Regions from separate parts of the Hordeum vulgare genome. Here region 2 is linked to region 1. A link is a contact called in public Hi-C data. All regions are on one chromosome and are shown on one strand. The core of a region is the stretch at or near the end of the contact, and the rest is flanking DNA. Distances in the headings are between cores, read along the strand shown. Region 1 holds the start of LOC123436508 (pentatricopeptide repeat-containing protein At4g19440, chloroplastic-like). Region 2 holds the start of LOC123436525 (inactive poly [ADP-ribose] polymerase RCD1).

Region 1 (5,560 bases), core at 215-2,714:
GGGGTCGATATTCATCGAATAACTCAAACTCCTCAGCGACTTATAGAGCCTGCGTACACTTACAAACTTATCAGACTCTTAACGTATAAGTCTTCAAACCACCAAAATCACTAAGGGACACTAGATGCACTTACATCATTCCCGAGTATTTTTCTGACACTGACTCATTTGTAACATGCAAAGCATTCATCACATTAGATCTGAGAGGGCTGGGCCAACCCTTGCTAAAGAAAACTAATGAATTTGATAAATTAATTCTCTAACCTAACGCATTACAAATAGCAATACAACAAGGAGGACAACTCATTTGTTCCATCAACATTGGCTTTAACATACAACATGATATCATCCGCAAAATAGCAAGTGGCTTGCGAGCCATGCCGTTGGAGCTATTTGAATACCATTGAGGTGCGATGATTCATCTTTTGTTTTAAAAAGGCATGAAAGGCCCTCCGCTACAAGCAAAAACGGGTATGGAGAAATTGCCCCCCCTAACGGATTCTCCTCAAAGGTGAAATAGCTTCTCATGATTAAAGAGACCCAAACAGGTGCAAATCCCAATTTAAGCATAATGGCCTCCAAGTACTCCCAGTCGACCCTATCATAAGCTTTCATCATACCCAGTTAACTGCACAAAATTTGTCCCATTATGCTTTATTCCTTTTCATGAAGTGCAAACACTCATAAGCTATGATAATATTATCAGCGATCAATCTCCTAGGGACAAAAGCAGATTGTTCTTCGGATATGATCGCTAGCAATATCTGTTTTAACTTGTTGGATATGACATTCGAAGCTATCTTATATAGCACGTTACACAAACTTATAGGTCTGAATTGGGTTAGCTGAGTGGGGTCCTTAACCTTGGGTATAAGAATGAGAATGTTTTCATTTATTACCTCTGGGCTCTCCTCTCCACAAAGGATGCATAATATCATGTCGGTCACCTCGGATCCACATAGATCCCTATGCCTTTGGAAAAAGTGTATCGAGTATCTATCGGGGCCTGGAGCCTTTGTCGGATACATTTGGAAAAGTGCGCATAGAGGGAGTTACATTTTAGTGTCTTTAGAAACCACATATTCATCATTATACGGAGTTGAAAAATACAATATATGTGAACCACACTGAACAACACCAATGAGGACAACCATTTTGACAGATAAGCAAAAAGCACACCGTATAAAAGAACATTCTAAATAGACCTCTAAGGGAGTCGATTACTACATTTTTCTATATATTTTTTGAGAATTGGTACATTTTTCTAGTGTTGTCATTCGATGGAGCTGGGCCCGAGGCAGCCCATGGCCTGGGGCGTGAGGAAATCCCCCCGAGGCTAGAAAAAGAAGTAGGCCTAGGGCTCAGCCCACTCTCTCTACCACTACTGCTGGGCCTCGGCCAGTCAGCCCAATAATAAATAGCGGACGAGGGGACGAACAGAGATCCCGTGGCCATCGGACAACCCTATCAATCCCGCCGCCCGCCGCCCGGCCGCCGTGCCCCACGTCCGGTGTGTCGTTCGACCTGCGCCCCTGCCCATCCGGCGAGCCCCATGCAGCAGCAGCAGCAGCAGCGAGCACTCCCCTTCCATCTCCTTCTTGGCTGCTTCCCTTGCTGATCTGCCACAGACTTTCGCTCCTCCGACCCTTTGATCCAATCTTGGTGGAGGGTCGTCCACATCAGTCCCCTGTCCCCGGACCCAATCCATACCTTCCATTCAAGCTTCTAACCACCCTCCTCAACCGTTCCACGTCGTACATCCATCCGCCATGAAACCACCACCCTGTCCCTCTCTCCTCCTCGCCATCCGCCGCCGCCACCGCCACCGCCACCGCCAGCTCTCCTCGTCCTCTGCTGACGCCGTGGCCGCAGCCGAGGTTCTGGGGACGCTCGCCAGCGCCCCTTCACCTGACGCGGCGCGCGACCTGGATTGTCTACTCCGCCGCCTGGGCGACCGCGGTCTGGCATCCGCCCTCTCATCCCTTCCCTCCCCTCTCCCTGCGGCGTCCGCCCTCCGGCTCCTTCACCACCTTGTTTCCAACGCTCCCTCCTCCTCCAGCCACGCCCATGCCCACGACCTCCTGACCCCCCGCGTCTCCGCGCTCCTCCTCCCCTCCCTCGTGGCCGATCGCTCCACGATGCCCTCCGCTCGCCGCCTAATGAAACGCCTCCTACATCTCCACCCCCTCCACACTGCCGCAGCGGCTGTGGCCGACGCCTCCTCCACTCCCTCATCGGATTTACTCGTCAGCACCTTCCTCGCCTCCTCCGCACGCGACTCCCTCAGGGGTGCCACGGACGCCTTCCATGTGCTCTCCTCCCGGGGCGCTTCCCCCTCCGTTAAGACCTGCAATATACTCCTTGAAGCTCTTGCACGCGCTGGCCAGCTTGACGCCGCTCGCAAGGTGTTTGCTGAAATGCGTGATCGCCAGAACGTCACTCCGAATGCATACTCATATACCTCTATGATCAAGGTCCTCTGCAGGGCTGGAAAGGTGGAAGACGGTTTGAAGATACTTGCAGAGCTAGTCCATGCTGGGCTCCAGCAATGTGCTGGTGTAGTGCCATACAATTTGCTGATGGATGGACTTTGCAAGAGTGCAAGAGTAGACGAGGCTTTTCGGTTGAAGGAGAGGATGGAGGAGAGCAAGGTGACCCCGAGCGTGGTCACCTTTGGCATTCTGATCAATGGTCTTGCAAGAAGTCAGCGTTTTGGGGAGGTTGGTGCAGTGTTGCAGGAAATGGCTCGGTTAGGAATCGTCCCAAATGAGATTATTTACAATGAGCTTATTGGTTGCCATTGTAGGAAGGGGCATTTCTCAGAAGCAATCAGGTTGTTTGATGAAATGCTCTCAAAGAAGATGAAGTCAACAGCAGTGACTTACAACTTGATTGCTAGAGCTCTATGCAAGGAAGGGGAGATGGAGCGTGCTGAGCAGATATTGGAGGAGATGTTATTGACTGGGATGGCAGTTCATTTTGGTTTGTTCAATTCGGTGGTTGCAGGGCTTCTCCAAAGGACTGGAAGATTGAAGTCTGTGGTAAGGCTTCTAAATGAAATGATTATAAGGGGTATGCGACCAAATGATTCTCTCATGACAGCTTGTGCGAAGCAGCTTTGCCAGGGCGGAAAACACCAAGAAGCAGTTGGAATTTGGTTTAAGATGTTGGAGAAAGGTTTATCTGTCAATATTGCAACTTCCAATGCATTGATTCATGGGCTTTGTGAGGGGGAGAACATGGAAGGAGCTACTGAGGTTCTAAGGACCATGGTTAATAAGGGGCTTGAACTGGATAGCATCACTTATAACATAATGATTCAAGGTTGCTGCAAAGACAATAAAATAGAGGAAGCAATTAAACTCCGTGATGACATGATCAGAAGAGGGTTTAAGCCTAATATTTTCACGTTTAATACTATACTACATGCGTATTGCATTTTGGGTAAAATGGAAGAGGCCATTCACCTGCTGGATCAGATGAAAATTGAGGGACTTCGGCCAGATATAGTGTCATATGGCACTATAATAGATGGATATTGTAGAATAAAGGATATTCATAAAGCAAATGAATATTTGACTGAATTGATGACCCGTGGATTAGAACCAAATGTAGTAATCTACAATGCACTTATTGGTGGTTATGGTAGAGTTGGTAACATTTCTGGTGCAATGGATGTCCTTAACACTATGAAGTCTACTGGCATAAGACCAACTAAGGTAACTTACTGTAGTCTTATGCACTGGATGTGCCATGCTTATCTTGTTGACGAGGCGAAGACCATGTTTGAGCAAAGCAGAGAAAACAGCATTGAGGTGGGAGTAATTGGCTACACAATTATGATACATGGTTTTTGCAGAATAGGAAAAATGGATGAAGCTCTGAATTATTTTGAGCAAATGCGGTCCAGGGGTATACCTCCAAACAAGCTTACTTATACCACTCTGATGTATGCCTATTGTAAATCTGGTAATAACGAAGAAGCCTCCAAGCTTTTTGATGAGATGTTGAGCTCAGGAATTGCTCCTGATAGCGTTTCTTACAATACACTAGTTACTGGGTTCTCTCAAGTGGATCCATTGGACAAGGCTACAGAACTGCCTGCTGAAATATCAAATGTTTTGACACAGAATGATTGTTTGTACAATGAATTAGTTAATAGAATAACCACTCCTTCGTGCCAGAAAGAAGCTACTTCCAGTGAATGATGTGTGATTAAGGAACCAAAAGGAAGACTGTTTTTCTGAACAGACCCATCCAAGCATGAAAGGGAACTAGAGAGATCACAGAGGCCCTCACCTTGCTATTGGCTAGATAGCTTTCTCATCTAGCAGGAACATCAACCGAGTCCATTCATCTCTTACCTTGGACAGCTACCCAATGGCAGCAGGTTACGCTTAAAGCTATCCAACGGTAATGTATACTTGCTCACCTTGTGGCATGTGGGGGTACCCAACAGAAGCACCAGATTGCCTTGAAGGTTCATAATTGGTAAAATATACACTTTTACCCAATTAGTTAGTTTTTTATTTGCCTGTCATAGTTACATAGAGTTCCTTCTATAAATCGACAGTGATAGATAGTACTGTGTACATGATTTATAACAAATTTTGTGCTGTGCACTGCCTCATGATTGGTTATTCATGGTAATGTGTAGCTGAAAACACTCTACCTAATTGTTCTCTTGGTAACAGTTTTATTGGTGTAGCACACAATAGTATTCTGAAAATAGAACATGTGAAGCAAATAATCTTGTTCTCAAGCAGGACATATTTTATTCCTTCCCTTGACAATGGAAAAATAATAACACGTTATGCATAAGCATTGACTTGTACCTGTTTACACAGCCTAACTTTGGTTGACAATGACAACACCTTGAGTGCCTCTCAGTGGATAGATGATGACTGAATGGAATTATCTGCTTCAAGTTACAGAAGGTAATGATTTCTTCTCTTGTACCCATAGGACTATTATTAAACACATTAATTATTCCTCATATTCATATAAATCAGCATTAGGTTTGTAGTCTTTTTTCTGAGATGGACGCAAGTGAGTTTGAAATTGGAAGTTTGAACTAAAGAAATTAGCAACATGCGTGCAAATTATATTAATTTCTGTAATATTTTTTGAATGTACTTTTTTGTAAGAAATTTGACCTCCAAACTTTGGGCAAAAATATGCAAGTTCATTTCGTTTCTTTTGTACATCACTGCAAAATCTATACTATCTAAATAGAAGGTTCATTTTCCTGCCAGTGGACCGCGTTCCGCTCCAAAGCATCGTCCCCCCGTCTGCTTTTTTATTGGTTCACCCCCTCCCACTCACGCTGCCGTAGAAAAAGAGAGAAGAAAAACACACACCTCATCCCCTCAGTCGCTTCTGCCCTAATCTTCTCGAACCCTCTAGGGTTACCCGTCGCCGCTCCTTCTCTCGAACTCCAATCGCCACATCGGTCCCTGACGCGAGGAGCACGACGCCATTCGGGGAGATTCACACACCTGTCTCCACTGGAACGCTCAAGGAGGCGCATCTCGGCCATCGTCAAGGCCACCGCCACCAC
Region 2 (5,593 bases), core at 2,629-5,128, 270 kb before region 1:
TCACCGACTATGAGCCGCAACCTCTTCACTAGGTCGATTCTGCTTATTTTCTTCGCCTGGTAAGAATACAAACACAAGTTAGCTTGGACAAAAACAAGAAGGGGAAGGCCAGTTTTCAATTGAGAATACAACAACCAAGAACTGATGAATAGCAGACCTTGAATTCTTCGTAACAGTTATTGATCATGTCCATTTTCTCGCGAGGAAGTTTGGTCGAAATAGCTGCAAATAGCATGGAAAAAGGCATCCAAGGTGTACTTGGAGCTTTTGCCATTGAATCTCCTAACATGGGGGCTTCATACTGACCACCCAATGCTGGAGATGCCTCAAGATTCATGTCCTGTTTCCACATAAAACAATCTTGTCAACTGGTGTTCTGTGACTCATCCAACATAACTGACATGACATGGTCATAACAGGAAACTTATCATATTTGGAGATTTCTATCAAACATTAACACTACAATCAGCTTGAAGTAATAATCTCATAATGGAAGCACAGGGTCAATTGTTGAGTCAGACACAATCTGAATAACTGCATGCTCCTGCTGCTCCAACAGTGGAACTTGTCTGTATGAGAACAGAAGTTGACTCTAGTGTGACAGTACCAACTTATCAACTCCCAATGTGAAGAACCTCACCTGTGATACACTGTCGGCTGAACTTGGACTCAAGACCAGTGAAGCATCAGATGAATCATGACAATCTTCTTGGGTGAAGATGGAATCTGAAATAAAATGAGAAGGCTGACTTGTAAGAAAAAATAGATTGACATTTGTTAGTAACTGCACAAAGCTAAATTAAATTAAATTAAATTTCTAAAAGGATTACACAGTAAGTGTGATTAATTACCTTTGGCTTTAGATGGCAATTTGATGGTGACTACAAATTCAGAATAGATGTGACTATTCAGATTCATATCCCATACAATGTAATGCTGCGGGTTTTTAAGGTCATCTACACCGCTATCAAAATACTCGTTACTAGGCTGGTGCTGCTTAGATCCATGGTGAACTATTTCTACGTTCCCCATTACAACCCGGCACAACATCATATAGATGATGCCATTTTCATCAACATCAGAGTAATTCACACTGCAGAAAGTAATACAAAATATTGAATTTTTGCAATGGTTAGGGACAGGAAGAAATATGTAGAACAGAAACAAATAATAGACAAAGAAGATACAATGGTAAGTTGACAACTAAAAACATGTGAACATGTAAGTGGAAGTAAATAAATAGTGACAGAAACTATTTATCTACAAATAAGGAAACACAAATGGCAAGAATAAGACAGATGTGAATGAAGGTGATGGAGGTGAGTAGATGTTCAGAACATTCAGAGTAAGTTTTTTTGCCAGCAGATGATACGAGACAGGAGCACATACCAGTTAATGGAGCAGTTAGCTGGCGCAAGGAGTACACCAGTTCCATAGGGTGGACACCTGGTGGGCTTTTTAACTTGCAAGGTGCCATTCAGCATCATTTCATCCACAGCAGCTTTCGAGCAAGGAAGCCAAGCATAACGCACATTTGCATTACCATGCTGAGATTTAGTAATCTCTGCCTGCTTTTGAAAGAGATCATAGCGGTCTTCTCTATAATTATTCAAGAATGGAGTTCGGTGGATTCCAATAATATCCTTGGAACCAATAGCAGTACCCATTCCCTGCAGCAACATTTTCTGCACAACAGAGGTAGTTCCTTGAGCACGTGATTGCCCACCCAGCTTATCTTGCTGTGGTTGACAACTGAAGACTGCAGGGAGCGAAGTGTGTGGTTCATTCTCTCCCACAGTTTCCCCATTGTCACAATTTATTTTCCTGATGATATTCTTCTCAGCTCTAACTCTCTTAGCACTAGAAACCTCTTCAGTACTGGACTCAAAGTTTGAGCTTTCTGCGGAACTCTCGGATGCTCCATACTGGTCATTTATTTCAGGTGTCCCATTAGGCTCAGCTCTAACATAGACATGATCTCCATTGCCAAAATCTTTCCTCCTATATGCTATCTGATCTTCAATAAGAACTTCTGGGAAGTAACGCCTTCCATTGTCATCAATCCAGGCGATTGGCCTCTGAAGACCTGACTTTGAGTCGATGAATGTCATGTGGACAAAGTCCAGCAAAAATAGCTGGTTCTGGTATCCTACTTCTGTGATGCTCTTCTTTGTACGGAAATTAACTTGAGCCAGCTTGACAATTTTTTCTGGAAATTCTTTCCAGTTGCCACTTTGGCGGAGCAGAATGCGCTTAGGTGATGCACTGGTCATGTAGTTCTGATAGCTCTGTAAAATCTGCCTGCTAAGGTGGCACGCGATGTTCGCCTTGCGATCTTCACCAACATACAACCTGATATCAGAGTTTCCAGTAGGATGCTGATGCGATTGAGAGGTGTGGCAGGCATCAGCATGATATGCAGCGGGGCTGTCCCGCTTCCTCTTGAGGCTAACTATATTCTGTTCACATTTAGCCAACACCTTTTCGTTCATCGCAGCCATTGTAGCAAGCAGAAATGAACACCAAGCAGAGACTAATTCCTTCTAGCAAACTAAACCCCAACAAGTCTAATATTTACACTAAGCTAATGGAGGAACCTCTGAGCATAGACTACTTCAATATCGACGAGGAGAAAACGAATAACGGTCGGGTGAGATACGGGCAAAGGAGAAGAAAACCTGAAAAGGGAAATTAGCCGATCTTATAATCGATGAACAGAAAAAGGAAAAAAAAAACTAGAATATCTTAAAGCAAGCATACAGAATATATATGCAAATCAAAGTTCTCCGTACTCTGTCGCGGGCTAAATAGCGCTTGAGAAGGCTATGCATTAATTGGGCTCAGAAATTACAATTATCACCCGGAACTATCATGTATTCATTTGCGCACGAAAATTACGCTTCATAAACCAAATTTTTGAAACAGCTTGCCTAATCAGGAGAACACATGATACAGGGCTTTAAAAAAATCTAGTGCATTAATTGGGCTCAAAAAATAAAATTATCACCCCAAACAAACATATATTCATCTGCGCGCGAAAAACGCTTCATTAACCAAATATTTGAAACAGCAGGCCTAATCAGAAAATCACATGATATATGGCTTGAGAAAACCCTATTGCGTTAACTTGGCTCAGGAATTACGATTATTACGCAGAACTATCATGTATTCACCTGCATGCGAAAATATGCTTGGTAAGCCAAATATTACTTGAAACAGCCAGCCTAATCAGGAAATCACACGAAGTAACAAGGCAAATGATGTCGCAAGTTGAATCTAGCAAAGTTGTGATGAAAATACCGACTTCCTCCCCACACAAACAAGATGGAGATAAGCTAACGCAAAATTCACAACAAAGATCAAATTTTTAATGCTTAGCGACTCAAGGGCACACGGAACCCACTTGGTGAATCCTAAATCTACAACTTTAGCAGTCAACAAGCAGCTTCCCGGTGCCACAGATGATCGAAACCGAACAAAAAAGACCTACCTAGTCCTCGCAAAGGAAAATTCACCAGATCGAGCATACAGACATGTAATCATCACGGCCTAACAACCGGGCGGGCCGCGTAGGTGATAGATCCATACGAGGGGCGAGCCGAATCGATGGATTCACCGGCCGATGCTTACCTAGGGTTAGCGGCGGCATCAGCAGGGGTCACGGCGGAGGATATTGAGCGGTTCATCTTGCCCGATCTAACCCCCTTGTCACCCCCCCTAGGACTCCCCTACGGAGCCCACTTTATCCCCCCGGCTACGATTGCCGGAGCTACCCCGCCGAAGACGCTCCCCCGGCCGGCGGCGAGACGTTGGCTGGTCAGAAGCAAGGACTCGGCTCGGAGAATCGCTGCGGCGGCGGGGGGCGGGGGGCGGGGGGCGAAGGCGAGAGGAAGGTCGGGGTAGAGGAGCCGTGCGGCGGTGGGGGAAATATTATTGGGCGGAGAAATAACGCGGGTCCACGCCTTTGTCGTGCCCACTCGCGACCCCCTCCTTATCGCGCTCCACCCACCGCCTCCGCGGCCGACAGGCGGGGTCCGGGAGAGGGTCGGGCCCGCCTGGCGGTGGGGCGGGGCGCGCTAAACTTGGATGCCAAGTTGCGTGGCCGGAACGATTTTTCTTGGGCCGTAAGCAAAATGGCGACGCCGTGATGCCGACATCTGACAATCGGACGGTTCACACCCGCGGTCAACCTTCTCTGCCCCGCCCGCAGCCGTCCGTGATGCCAGATATTCGCCGTCCCGTGTTTTTTTTTTGACGTCCGGTCCGGTTGCGTGCATTATTGGGGTTCGTTCGTGTGTAGTACGGGGTGACGTGCTCCTGATGGAACTTCTTCGTGTTCGCCTCCGGTTTGGTTTTCTTTGGTTTGGGTGTGTACATCGGAATTGCACTGCATGTTTCACGAACCTATCAACCGACGTATGTGTATGTGCATACGTATGTACTCCCTCCGTTCCTAAATATAACTCTTTTTAGAGATTTCACTAGGGGGCTACATGCGGAGCAAAATGAATGAATCTATACTTTAAAGTATGTCTATATACATCCGTATGTAGTCCTTTTAGTGAAACCTCTTAAAAGACTTATATTTAGAAACAAAGGGAGTATACAGTAATAAAAACCACATGGAATTAAGTATAGTATATGCCCTCGTCGAGGCTGCGTACTTTCAAGACTATTTCTGTCCTCGTCATGGGCAGCCATACGAGAGAAAACGAAAGCTCGTTTGAAAACGCTAACCCTTAATTTTGGTGGCGTATAGATGTTCGAGTCATTTTCTTTATAGCTCGTCTTCTTCATCGGAGCTGCAGTTTTCTTTTCACGCGGTTAGTTGGTCAATAAGACCTTAATCTGAGTCAGTATAGTTGACTATGTTGAGCTGTAGTTGCCTTCGAGCGCATGAGCTGCTTCAAATTCAAAGTATCGGTATCGCTTCTTCTTCGTTTTGTATGATGATGAAGTGGGTCATAATTTATGTTGTAGTAGTTCTTTTTGAATTATTATTTTTAGGATACGCGCGAGTGTGTGTATCACAATGATAGAAGAAATGGGGGACGAGCCCACCATCATAGCATACAACACATGAACTTTACGATTTTTTGTTCAAAAAGACTACATACATAATCGAATTGACAGAAAAGACAACCTTTAAAATCAAATAACAGAAAACACCAGCTGCACCGCCGCGGCAGGTGCGCCAGCCACCACGGGCACAGGCGGGAAGACCTGCGGCCACATCTCATGGCGGCATGTTAAATAGCACAGGTTCGAGCGCTTCCAGTAACGAAAAATGGAAATGTTGAGCCCTCATGCCGCATGCAAAGACGACATCATGTACGTAATAATCGGTAGCTAACTAGGTAATCTCCCTCTTCATGTCTCTACATAAAGCGGCCTTGCTTTGATAAAAGAAAGCAAACTAGTATGCAAGAGCTAGCTAGTCAGCCACAACGTTACTCCTTTTAGGAAAACAATTGGTGTAGCCACGGCACTAGCACGCAGGGTGCCGCCACAACATGTGGCGGCAGGCCCAGCTCATTTGTTTTTTTGCTTTTAGACAGTATTTGAATCTGTGTTGTTTAACATGCCGTCACGA

Evidence for each region. Hi-C and Micro-C count contacts between places; a contact is called where the count stands out from the background.
Region 2: a Hi-C map of seedling shows a contact between it and region 1, with 2.3 times the contacts expected there. The contact joins the promoter of LOC123436525 here to the promoter of LOC123436508 in region 1. A contact is called at or near these places in 4 of 6 Hi-C or Micro-C datasets (leaf and seedling) and 1 of 1 datasets of contacts at active chromatin or transcription factors (embryo).

What each region holds. Positions count from the first base shown.
Region 1 is chr1H:357,720,784-357,726,343 of MorexV3_pseudomolecules_assembly, reverse strand. LOC123436508 (pentatricopeptide repeat-containing protein At4g19440, chloroplastic-like) reads left to right here and starts at 1,464. Exons shown (of 3, transcript XM_045115635.1): 1 at 1,464-4,491; 2 at 4,848-4,937. The coding sequence starts at 1,770. The coding sequence ends at 4,208.
Region 2 is chr1H:357,993,810-357,999,402 of MorexV3_pseudomolecules_assembly, reverse strand. LOC123436525 (inactive poly [ADP-ribose] polymerase RCD1) reads right to left here and starts at 3,878. Exons shown (of 7, transcript XM_045115636.1): 1 at 3,631-3,878; 2 at 1,390-2,678; 3 at 852-1,093; 4 at 641-726; 5 at 158-340; 6 at 1-56. The coding sequence starts at 2,501.